2 separate regions of the Mus musculus genome follow, and region 2 is linked to region 1. A link is a contact called in public HiCAR-type data. All regions are on one chromosome and are shown on one strand. The core of a region is the stretch at or near the end of the contact, and the rest is flanking DNA. Distances in the headings are between cores, read along the strand shown. Region 1 holds the start of Sorcs1 (sortilin-related VPS10 domain containing receptor 1). Region 2 has its middle 240 kb from the start of Gm41860.

Region 1 (2,710 bases), core at 96-2,595:
TTCAATAATTTTATAATTCTCATGTGCTCAAGAGGACATTATTTGGTGCGTGGAAATGGTAAAGAGATGCGATGGCATTTAAACCTTGGCATCAACTAACAATTTGAAAAAGGCCTGGCTTTAGATGAACTGCAATTTCCAAAGCGCTCCCACCTACTATAAATCATTACCTCAATTTCTGAGTAGAGGCAGGGGATCTTGGGTGGATTGATATTATAATCACATAATTACAGAATTTTAGGGTCACAAAGGATTTTAAAGGTCATGTATTGCAACCACTTAATTTAATATTTGGGAAGCACAATTACCTGAAGGTCCCACAGCAAACACTTTCAAGCGCGGGCTTGCTGGGGGGGGGGGGATCTGAATGCATGTGTTAGCAACCCTGAGCTAGACACCAGTGATGCCAGAAGAATACAACACATTTCCTCTATTTGTTGATATACAGATCTATAACAAACTCACAACACATACTCATCAAGCCAATCACTTACATTTGCTACCATTCAGTGCACTGTTACCAAACACAGAGAATAATACGGCAAACAGGTCACTTCGGAGTCTCCCTTCTCTCAAGGAGCTTATGGTCTCTTAAGGACAGTTGCCAAGATGTATATAACTACAAAATACTTGGGGAATCTTAACTTTAATTGTGTTGTCAACTGTGAGTGCTTTCAATACTGGAGAGTGCTTAAAAAGACCTGAAATCTAGGAGGAATCACAGAGGAGAGAAAATCTCACCAACTATATATATATATACACACACACATAGACTGAGCAGGACACACACACACACACACACACACACACACACACACACACACACACAGTTTATTGCACCACTCTCTGCTGCCTTCTGAGATCTTCTCCAGGCCTGGGCACACAAAGTAAGGACTACATGCCAACTCACCCAGTTTAAGAGGGAGAGCAAGAGCCCACTCATCTTCTAAACTGGAAAAGACCAGAAAAAGAGAAAAGGGGAGAAACAACCACAGAGAGAAGGGAAAACAGGAATAGGAAACCCTTCACAGCGCCTGCTCCGGGAGCCTGGGGCTGCTCGCCCCAAGAGGAAGGGTGCTTGCTCGGGCTGCTTGCGGGGACTCGGCGCGCCTTGGGGAGGGTAGGCGACAGCGCAGCCCGCGCCCGCAGCCCTGGACACAGCGCAGCTCGGAGACGGGACGCAGTGCCCCGGAGCCCCGGCAGAGCCCGCCCTCCCTCCCGCGTCGCCAGCCGGCGCGCGGCGCCCTCTCCGCCCGTGACTTCAGTTCGGCTCCACCCCCGCGCGGCGGCGGCGGCGGCGGTGGCTCGCAGCTCCGTCCCAACCCGCGCGCTCCGCACAAGCCCAGCCTGGGCGAGCGGCAGGCACCTGCCCGGCGCCGCCTCCGCGCGCCCCGCCGCCGCCCAGCCCAACTTGGATGGAGTTGTGGTCCTGAGCGCACGCCCTGCCGCCGTCAGCCTGTAGCCTCGCTCCGCTGCCTGCCTTCGGTCCGGGACCCCCTCTCCGCTTCTCTACGCTCCAGAGATGGGAAAAGTTGGCGCTGGAGACGGCTCCTCGGCCGGGCTGAGCGCGCTCCTTGCAGGAGCGGGGCTTCTGATGCTCTTAGCCCCCGGCGTCTGCAGCAGCCTCTCTTGCTGCCCTCCGCAGCACCCTAGCTCGACCCCACGCCGGACCCTTACCCCAAGAGGCTTTCCTCACCCGGGACCTCTGGGTCGGGCTCCTGCCACGCCCCCGCCCCTCTTCATGAGACCCCTGTTCGCAGTGGCCCCCGGGGACCGTGCGCTGTTTCTGGAGCGAGCTGGGGGCAGCAGGGTGTCAGTGGCGACCGCTGCACGCTCTGGCCGTAGGAGACGGAGTGGAACGGAACCCGAGAAGATTGAACCCGGAGAGGGTGCGAGTCGGAGCCGCCGGGACATGCTAAAGGATGGAGGGCAGCAGGGGCTTGGGACTGGCGCACGGGACCCGGACAAAGCCACCCGCTTCCGGATGGAGGAGCTGAGACTGACCAGCACCACATTTGCTCTGACAGGAGACTCAGCACACAACCAAGCTATGGTCCACTGGTCTGGCCACAACAGCAGCGTGAGTAGAATGGAACTGGGGGCAAAGGGGCGAGAGAAGGAAAGGGTTACCTTTCACTGTAAGAGCTGGCGGAGAATTGGGGGCGGAGGGGGGGGGGGCAAAGAGGTTTCTTTCTTGGGAGATGCTGCACAGTGAAGTCTTCCCAGCTAGCCTCCCCCAAGAGTTAATGGTGCCTACTAGGGTGCCCCCACCGCCACCTTCAGAGTGTTCTCCAGATCAAAAGGTTCAAATTGGAACGGACCAGGCAGATCTTTTTTATTTCTTCAATGGCACTGGAGAGTAGAACTGAAGACCAAATATGGGGGTTGTATGTGCGTTAAAGTATTTTTAATGAAGATCTGAAAGGGTTAAATCTCCAAGCCCACTGAAATCCCCTGAAGGGACATTTCCTTACCTGATAGACTGATGGAGCACACGGAGAAGTCGCCTCTGTGGGCTTTTTATTTTATTTTTATACAGAGCTCCTAGCCCCTTGTTCTACCCCGGAGAAGGCAAACTGCAGTACGATATAAGGTGCCCTTTGGTATTAGAAATCTATTTGGGAACCAAACGGATGCAAGTTTCAGTGCAGAGGCTCCCCAGCATCTCCTGACAGCATTAGCAAGTGCATCTTGAGAGCCAGGCTTTTCT
Region 2 (2,708 bases), core at 80-2,579, 2.0 Mb before region 1:
TTGAAAAGATTCTTCTCTGTCTGCCTCCTGAGGGCTGGGATTGCTGGTGTGATCTACTACATCCGGTTTGCCTTGGGGTGCTGAGATGACCTCAGGTTCTTCTGCTTGTACAGCAAACTGGCAACTGAGCTATTTTTTTGGCATCCCCTTCCGACACACTGTAATGACCCTTGACTAATTCTTTATCCAAGGAACCTAGTTCTGTGTACCACACTGAAGTAGTGGGCTCTTGGGAGAGTCTCCCTTATCCCAGGGCAAAAGTGTTTGCTGTAAATTTCATCTGGCTGGTGACTCTTTACTTTGTCTTTTTTTTATCTAGAGGGATTATACCTAATTATTGAGGAAGTTAGTAGAGCTTGGAGAGAGGGCAGGGAGGGAGGGAGGGAGAACACATACTGTAACACTGTGAAGAGTTACAGAGGAGAGGGACGTTCCCATGCAGCTCTGTCAACCTGGAAGGAGGGAGAATTTCTTTCCCTCGCTCACCTAGAGTTCACAACCCACTTTCTGTCTGCTCACAAAGCAACAAATGAAGACGATGTTGTAGAGATAAAGAGTGGACTATTATTAAGTCTTGAAACAGAAAGCTATCCTACTATTATGGCAATATGGGTAAATGTGGAAGACATTATGGTAAGTGACAGGTCTGTCATAGAAGGACAGGGCTTCATCTCACGTGTGAAATCGAAAAGACATCTGACTCAGAAGCAGAAGTAGCACTGTGGTTGTCAGGGCTGATGGAAGGGGAGACATCAGTCAAAGGGTAACATTTCAGGTAGGACGAGTAAATTCTGGAGTCTATTCTCCAGCATACTGACTATAATCAATAATAACACAGTGTATGCTAAAAACTGTCAAGGGAAAGGCTACTGAATATTTTTGTAACAAAGATAAGTTTGTGGTGTGGTGTGTATGTTAAGTATATTGTTTGAATAATATTACAATATGATTAAAGCACTGTGTTATGCAGCATTCGTATGTGTGCTTTTAAACTGTCAGGTATGGCTACAGTTGGGGTCAAGTTTTAGCTTGTTAAGAATGTCAGTAACTGAAAATATATTTTAAGATTCACTCATCGTAGGCCTCCATCTTAACTTCCTGAGTCACAGCAGAGGCATTATGAAACACTATGGCCATTCAGTTCAGAGTATTAGGTATCTGAGGCAACGTTGTCACCTAGCCAACTCCTTCACTTTGACACTAAGTAAAACAAGTGTCTTGGATAAGGCACAGGCCTCCGAAAATTAATGCCCAGGACCCAGTCCTGGGATTGAAGCATGCTGATTTCATCTAGGTTCATTCCTACATGCTTACGGCATGATTCACCAGTCTGGGCTGAATCTCCTGGTGAGGGTAAGGTCAACACTGATGAAAACCTCCCAGGGATTGATGATGGGAAGGATGCCCAGTGTGGTTACATTTCTAAGACCAACATTATAACAGTGAGCAAACTCTAGCTCTGCTTTTTCTCCTGAAAAACCCTGGTAAGTTTTCTGTCTTCAGGAAGTTTCTTTTGGAAAATCCAAAACATATCCCAACAAAACTTCAGGAGAAGTCAGTAAGAAAATGCTCTTTTAAATGCAATAGGTTGAAGAGAGAAGGGAAGGGGATGGGGAGTCAGAAAGGGACACACACACACACAATCAGTAATTCACATTGTTTTCTGTCCAAAGTGAACATACTGCTGGCTGCTGATTCCTCTAGATCCGTAAGTTAAACCATTCCTCTTGCCTCTACACTTCGGGATTGCAGAAGCATAGACGAGCAGGCAAATGGAAGCAGTGGAGTTGGTGGTGGCCCAGAGCATCAGGGCATAGCAGGTGTGAATCTAGGTGTATAGAGCCACCACCCTCTCCGTAGGCCACCGCCTACCAGGTGCTGTGTGTCTGCGGTGGAAGAAGTTCCACTTGGATGGAGATGGGCCCGATGCTCTTCCCCGGTGTCCAGTGGGCAGGTCAATCAGTCACCTCAGGTCAGAGATTGCTTCTCTGCTCCAGGCCACTTAGTGGCTGTGCCTCTGATTGTCGGAAACTCCCAGGCTAAGGAGGCTGTGCCTCTTAAACTGCTTGACCGTTCTCGGTGGGTTCCTCAAAATGAGAACTCCACCATGAGCATGGGAGCTCCCATACTTCAGAGAGCTTGAAAGCTGAACCCGGCACAAATACCCCGACATTTACTCCTCCCATCCCAGAGATTCAGACTCAGCCTTGCACCACTGTTACGGACATAGCAAAAAACATGGTTGGTGGAGAGGTGAAAGAATGAGGCTAAGGAGTAAAAAGTGGGAAAGATTAAAGCTCACTGGGGGATCTCACGGCGGCTGTAGATGGGTGGAGTCTCTGCATTAGCTAGAGTTGCAAAGTCGAGTCTTGTCCCCTCTGTCGCAAAGGCAGTATTATCTTCAGCCAGACACGCTCCCATCCCACACGACCCCATTTCCCTTTCCAAATCCTGATCCTCAGACCTCCAAGCGAGCAGACAATGTGATCTTGTCCCAGGCTTACATGGTGTGTGATGGGAAAGGCCACGAAGTGCTGAGAACATGAGGTGAAAGAATCACATTTTGGAGGACTGACATTTCATGCAGAAATCTTTCCTTTTCTCTCCGTACGTTTGGGAGCTGGAGAAGACTCAAGTTAGATCTAAAGGCTTGAAATTTCCAGGGTCATTTAGATGGGGAACCACACTTGTTAGCTCTTCTTCTAAAT

What was found. HiCAR-type assays count read pairs that join an accessible place to other places.
Region 2: a contact with region 1 is called in a HiCAR-type map of astrocytes, with 4 times the contacts expected there. The contact joins the enhancer-like site here to the promoter of Sorcs1 in region 1. A contact is called at or near these places in 2 of 39 promoter capture datasets (hippocampal neurons and pre-B cells) and 2 of 115 datasets of contacts at active chromatin or transcription factors (astrocytes and embryonic forebrain).

Annotation. Positions count from the first base shown.
Region 1 is chr19:50,677,281-50,679,990 of GRCm38.p6, reverse strand. It overlaps Sorcs1 (sortilin-related VPS10 domain containing receptor 1), which reads left to right and starts at 1,345. Exons shown (of 26, transcript NM_021377.3): 1 at 1,345-2,080. The coding sequence starts at 1,523. Gm26629 (predicted gene, 26629) reads right to left here and starts at 2,586. Exons shown (of 8, transcript NR_166832.1): 1 at 2,475-2,586.
Region 2 is chr19:52,631,257-52,633,964 of GRCm38.p6, reverse strand. No RefSeq gene overlaps it. Among named protein-coding and RNA genes, the nearest start is that of Gm41860, 240 kb to the right of the region's middle. Within about 2 kb of position 1,329, at least 27 of the 459 cell types and tissues checked have an H3K27ac peak or open chromatin away from gene starts, as enhancers often do. A contact at or near this core is called in astrocytes, where this site is marked.